2 separate regions of the Lactuca sativa genome follow, and region 2 is linked to region 1. Evidence: chromatin contacts called from public Hi-C data. All regions are on one chromosome and are shown on one strand. Each heading gives the region's core, a stretch centred on a gene start, on an enhancer-like site or on the middle of the called end of the contact. The rest is flanking DNA. Distances are from core to core; before and after follow the strand shown. Region 1 holds the start of LOC111911076 (probable serine/threonine-protein kinase At1g01540). Region 2 holds the start of LOC111911075 (probable E3 ubiquitin-protein ligase RHG1A).

Region 1 (3,160 bases), core at 166-2,665:
ATACACTGATGTCAATAAAATTTTAATTTTGTGTCGCCCGAAAAGGTGGGGATGGGACATGAATGCCTTATAAAGCTTGTCGAGTCTAGTCATGTCTCGTGTAACAGTCAAAGCGGTTAATATTTTGGATTCCGAAAATACCCTTTAGCCGTTCCAAGTATAATGCGCATACGGATCTCCCATGTAAGAGGACTAATTGGTCCTACATCTCCGTGAAGCCATTGCTCTAAGTTCCCATTGTTTACAAACTCATAAACAAGAATCCTAATTACAATAATCAAATTCCAAATCAAGAAATTGTCCAATTGATCAAAAAGGTTTTTTTAATGGAAGTAATCAAGAGTTATTATACCTTTGAGCTCCTTCTGCACAATAACCAAGAAGCCTAACTAAATTCTTGTGACGAACTCGTCCAATGGCTTCCACTTCAACCTTAAACTCCTTCTCAGCTTGTCCTCTGTCAAATCCAACACAAAAACAAGAACGCTAACTGATTTATCATTTGAATTTATCTATAATTTAGTCAATAATATGAACCTCAATTAGTTCCCTATACTGAATAAAGTCAAAATAAGAGTTTATTCACTGTAAATTAACCTGTTATTGAGCAAATTTTTGACAGCAACAGTTGTATTATCCATTAAAACGCCAGAATAAACAATACCATATCCACCTTCACCAATCACATTTTCGTCTGAGAACCCATTTGTTGCAAGCTCAAGCTCCCTCAAAGTATACCAATGGCCCCAACCCAAATGGGAAACTTCGGGCTGAACAGAAACAACCGAAAGCTGATCACCCGACCCGCTTCCATAAGACGACCCGCCACCACTTCTTTCCGGGTAAGAAATGCGATGACCCTTTCCAATTTCTACCTGGATCTTCTCGAAATTACCATCATCTTCAGCTGCATGGCTCGTCACTATGGCTAAAGTATCCGATTTGGTTGCTGTGTTTACGACCTGCTGTTGATGCTTGTTGTTGTCGTGAGCTTGAACAGTGTGAATTCGGGTCGGGTCGAACCGAGGTTGTTGAAATTCGTCGGTGATTGTTGGGATTGTGGGTTTTTGAGGTACTGTTTTGGTCTTATGAAAGGTTTTTTTTCGTTTCGAGGTGAAATAGAGTGAAATGAAGAACACGATGATGACAATGGCGGCTCCAAAGCAAATTCCAAGAACAACCCAAAATTTTAAACCAAAAATTGAGGTTTTTCGGGAGAGCTCATCGTTTAGAAACCCGGACATTTTTGTTGTCGGTGTTTGGTTACTGATAAACAATCTAAAAGTCCATGGGAACGAAGCGTTAAAGATGTCAAGAAGGGAGACAAAATTACCAAGATGTGGTAGAAGAACAAGAAGACAAAATTGAGTAGGGACTGTAGAAGAGAGGGAATCCTGCGTTTCTGAATGATAATAGAAAAATCTTCTATTTACCATTAAGATATTTGGAAGCTTGTATTGGGATTCAATTTATGTAAGTTGAATATTAATTAATTAATTAATATAATAATATATTGGTATATTTACAAATTGGAATGCAAATTTACTTTTTTATATGTAAGAATGTATTTACGAAAATGAATATCGTACAAGTTGCGGTATCAAGGTGTCGGTAGAATCTAGGATAGACCACGTCGTTAAAAAAATGCAAATTATTTAATAAAAAAGTTATTGTTACTCTAGCATAAAGTTTTTGAATTTTTTATTATTTTTTTATTAAACTTGGACAATCCTTAGGAACAGTACCTGACCAGGGTACTGTTCTTGGGTTGGTTAGTTGACGTGAGTTTGGTTAATCTCGATATCCACCGCCTCGTCGATACTTCCCGAACCTTTTATTCCCACCGCTACTATCCTCCACCGCCTTAAGCGGCTGTCATTCGTTAATTCCTTTCTTGTGTCTTCTTCAACCTCCTCAACCCAACCGTACACAATTAGAGGTCGCCGCCCTCTGTTTTTGCTTATATGCTTCCGTTATGCCTGCTTGCATTCACAATTGTTACCAGAGGTTAGACACGTCAATTGAAGGTATGTGTCTTTTTAGCCCTCTTCTACTTCTTCACTGTTCATGGCGCTGTTTGATTTCGGCCTCTGTGTTGAAGGTAGCCTGCCTCCATGAGCAAGATGGTTCCAAGTTCAATTTTCGGTTGTCAACTGTTCTCTCTGTTCGATACTAATGGTAACCCAAATACTTGTGTTCGAACTAAAATTGATCCCTAAGTTGAATTTTGATGATGACGATTACAACTTGAAGAACTTCAAAGACCAACACCGACTCCGTTCGATGCTTCTGGGTTCTTTAGATAAGCACTCCACCACCAGTTTCCTTCTCGCAGGTTTTTGCTTTTGTCACCAACGGTTTCCTTCACCCTATATACCTAAATCTGCCCCCATTTTCTCCAACTCACCTCTCCTGCTATGCACCCTAATTTCTTTGCATGTTTTGTCTCCTCCGCTCCCACCGCTTCCAGTCGCATCCACCACCGTTGATTGTTCACGTTCAACCAAATTCCTGTATTTCTCTCCTAGGTGTATGAAGGAGAGCATATCGCCTTATGTTTTGGCGACTATACGTGTGCCTACGCTTTCTCTCCTATGTGTTTGTAGCTCGAATAGATAAGAAGTACTAACCCTAATCGATTCAGCTGCTTTCATTTGTTATGTTTACCAAGGTGGTTTCCGACCTCTAATGCTCTCTGTAAAACTCAGACGGAGAAGAAGAGGTCACCACAGGATACCCTAAACCGCCTACCATCGCCGCTCAGGTTAGAGCTATCAAAATCCATCGCTTTCTACTATAGAATCATGCCTTTTACTGATAACAGAACCATAGTTGCTTCTGCTGCTGATGGCCAGGTTAGTTGTTTCATAGATTATGTCATTTACATTATAATGTTAGTTCCTCACTTAGTTTCAAATATATACATTGATCTTTTGTTTTGGTTTAATTTATGTGTGTTCTGATTACAGTTCATTACTAATCGAAAAAATGATAACTTTTCAAATATTTTCTCGATTTTTTATTACTGCTTAAAATTTGTGCATTGTTTTTTTAGGTTTGCTAAGAAATAGAAGATTGGATCACCTACATGGAATATAGGTATGCCTCCTCAGTTGTTTAAATGATTGACATATGCTTTTAATGTATATATGTTGATCTT
Region 2 (3,160 bases), core at 463-2,962, 150 kb after region 1:
CCCAGATACGTCTGACGGTATGTGATGATATGTTTGCATGCTGGCTTGTATGTTATATGCGATAGAGGTAGTAGGAGGGGACCAATCCCCGAGGTTCGGTTGTTAGGACCGATGGGTAGTCAGCACCCCAGAATGGCTCGACACGGGTAGGTCAGCGCCCCAGAATGGCTTGACACGGGAAGGACAGCACCCCAGAATGGCTGCATGGGTAGGTCGGCACCCCAGAATGGCCGTACCGGGTAGGTCGGGCACCCCAGAAATGCATGACAGTATGTATGTGATATGATTGTGTGGTATGTGGTACGATGGGGGAACTCACTAAGCTTCGTGCTTACAGTTTTCAGTTGTTGTTTCAGGTACCTCTTCAGCGAAGGGGAAGGAGCCGGCGCGGTAGCGGCACATCATACACACACACACTTTGGTTTTCCGCATTATGAGATATTTTGGGATTGTACTATGACATTATTACTATTTTCATGTATTGGGTATTTAGACACGAGATATGTTTATTGAAATGATATGATCGTAGGACGTTTTACTACAAATGTTTTACAAACTACTTAATTTAAATGAAATTTGGACGTGAAATTTGGGTCGTTACACATCTAGTTTGCAGCATCTGCTCTACATATATTTTCACCAAGGATGATGTGCTAAGGGATATACTTTCAATAAAATTTCATATAAAAAATCATTTCCTTATATGTGTGCATGTCGAACTGTATCCTATATATAACTCGACATCCTTAGACCAAGTAGACCTTCTTTAATATGTCGAATTAGTTCTTTAATTTGTCCAATAATGATTTTATCATATACACCTTTAGTGTATGCAAACGATTTCTAAGTATGGAAATCGGAATTTTAATGTAGATCGTAGACATGTTTAATTGTATGTTCATTAGTCATAATTCATATTAGGCATTACAATTTCTTTTGTTCATTCAAATAAATTATGGAAACATTTCTATACACTCTCGATTGTTAATTGTTTTACAATTTGAAGTTTTTCGATTGTATCTACATCCATCTACAGCAAATTCGATCTGATCTAGAACTAACATACATCTCTTGTGTACTATTTCATGTAGTCAATCTAGTAAGTGTGACTACAATCGATGAAAACAAGTTTTTTTTGTAAGAAAATGCATCGAACAAGGAGCGATGTGCATGTTTAGGTTATATCCGGTTATAGTGTAAGTGTACGTTATCGTTCAAAGAACGTAGCAACAAAATAGCTTGGTTGCCAGGAATGAGTTACGTACATATAAATACATAAAAAAATATCAAAAATTTAGCTGGTTTTAAAATAAAATAAATCGATAAATGACTTCAAAGAGCTATATTCAATACACCTACCTACTATTTAGTGTGATTCTTTTAGAGATTATACAATAAACGGAACAAATTATTCTTACAATCTCTCAAATTCAATATACACATAATTTTGTCTATTAGTATTAATTACAAATGCAATTAATACCAACTTTGACCCAAAAGATATATCCCTACTCTATTGGTAGTATACTAGTATAGAATGGGTTAAACATTTAAGTAATAATTAAATATCCATATCAATATTATCTGTCATTGTGCACTAGTAGGTTGAATTTTGAAAACCACAACAATTGTAATTTAATTCTTGATTAGGCCTAAAAGGGTTAGAAAGAGAAGAGGTTAGAAGGTGGAGGTGTGAAAAGGATTAGAAAGATAGAGGGCATGTGAAAGGGGTGAAAGAAGAAACAAGAAACAGAAGTGGTGGTCTCATCGGCGCGCATTGGAAGACGCAATTTAATTTTCTAGAGAGGGACAGACACAACACAACACAACGCAACACACCCCCATTTGTATTCGGTACACATACACACACCCTCTTCTCTTTTCTATTCTTTCTCTCTCTCTCTCTCTCTTTCTTTAGGAAACTACTATGAGCCTTGCGACTTTGTGTGTGTGTGTCTTTCTCTCTCTGGGTTATTTCGTAAATTAAAGATTACCCTATTTTTCACCCCACAAAAGCACACAATTTCGTGTTTGATTTTCTCTCAACGAAAGAAAGCCTCTCTTGTTCGCTGTTCTTTCTTTGAAAAGAGTCTTTGCTTAAAGAATCAGAAAGCTGATTGATTGGTTGATTCTTTGGTTGTTTGTTTGTTCGTATAGAAAGGAAACAAGAGATATGTTGATGAAGATGAAGTCGTTTTGATCATAATCATCATCATCTACTCTCTCAACCACCGTTTCAAGATCTTCTTATACTTAGCGTTAGATCCATCGCCTGTATTCTACCGTCTTTTTCAGGTATGTTGTTTTTCATCGATCATTCTTAACAATACCCAATTTCAGTTTTGTGTTTTTTCCAATTTCTCATCTGAAAATTTCACATATTTTGAAGGAAAATCAGTTTTTTGTTCTTTATTTCGGTGTTGATGCTGGGTTTTACCAGAAAGTCTTTATTTTCTTTTTCAAATTTGTCTTTTTGTAGATAACCGTATGCGTTTTTAGATTTATCTCTTCTTGTTTGAATCCTTTCTTCTTTTTATAATCACCTACACACCATTTTTCGCTTGTTTGACTGGTTTAATCGATTACACTTTACCCGATTCATATAAAACTGTTCTTGAAATAATGCTTGATGTATTCATTGTAGATTACCCATAGATCCATTCGTTTTGATGCATGCTCAATTTGACCCGATTCGATGGGTGGTGTTTGTTTGATTTTAAAGATTATGTTCTTTGTTTCTTTCACAGTTTGATTATTTTTATGGTGTACACCTATTCTTTTTTATTTTGCTTGAAGTTATGACATGTTTCCACCTAATTTAGGTCAGAAAGATTGACTTTGGTACGCCATTACACATGGTTTGGTGCTTTACTTCTTGAGCATTTAATAGACTCGTACATTTACAAGTGCAAATTGTGAATACCCATAAGTTGAACAGTTGTTTTCTCGATTATAATAATATAATAACTTGTAAACTACATAGTTTAAGTTCATGACTATATCTTCAAAATTGTTATTCTTCGATAATACATGGTTTTTGTTGTTGATAACATTAGATACTTATTTTTGTTACATTGGTTTTTCTTCTAGGATAAATTCATGAAATAGCAATGTACTTACAAATCTTGATTCTACTCAGGTTTTTCAAGAACTTGAAATA

Evidence for each region. Hi-C and Micro-C count contacts between places; a contact is called where the count stands out from the background.
Region 2: a contact with region 1 is called in a Hi-C map of leaf, with 7 times the contacts expected there. The contact joins the promoter of LOC111911075 here to the promoter of LOC111911076 in region 1. A contact is called at or near these places in 2 of 4 Hi-C or Micro-C datasets (both in leaf).

The regions. Positions count from the first base shown.
Region 1 is chr4:249,534,743-249,537,902 of Lsat_Salinas_v11, forward strand. LOC111911076 (probable serine/threonine-protein kinase At1g01540) reads right to left here and starts at 1,416. Exons shown (of 7, transcript XM_023906860.3): 1 at 598-1,416; 2 at 353-457; 3 at 142-264. The coding sequence starts at 1,244.
Region 2 is chr4:249,684,362-249,687,521 of Lsat_Salinas_v11, forward strand. It overlaps LOC111911075 (probable E3 ubiquitin-protein ligase RHG1A), which reads left to right and starts at 1,713. Exons shown (of 7, transcript XM_042901346.2): 1 at 1,713-1,854; 2 at 2,158-2,295; 3 at 3,140-3,160.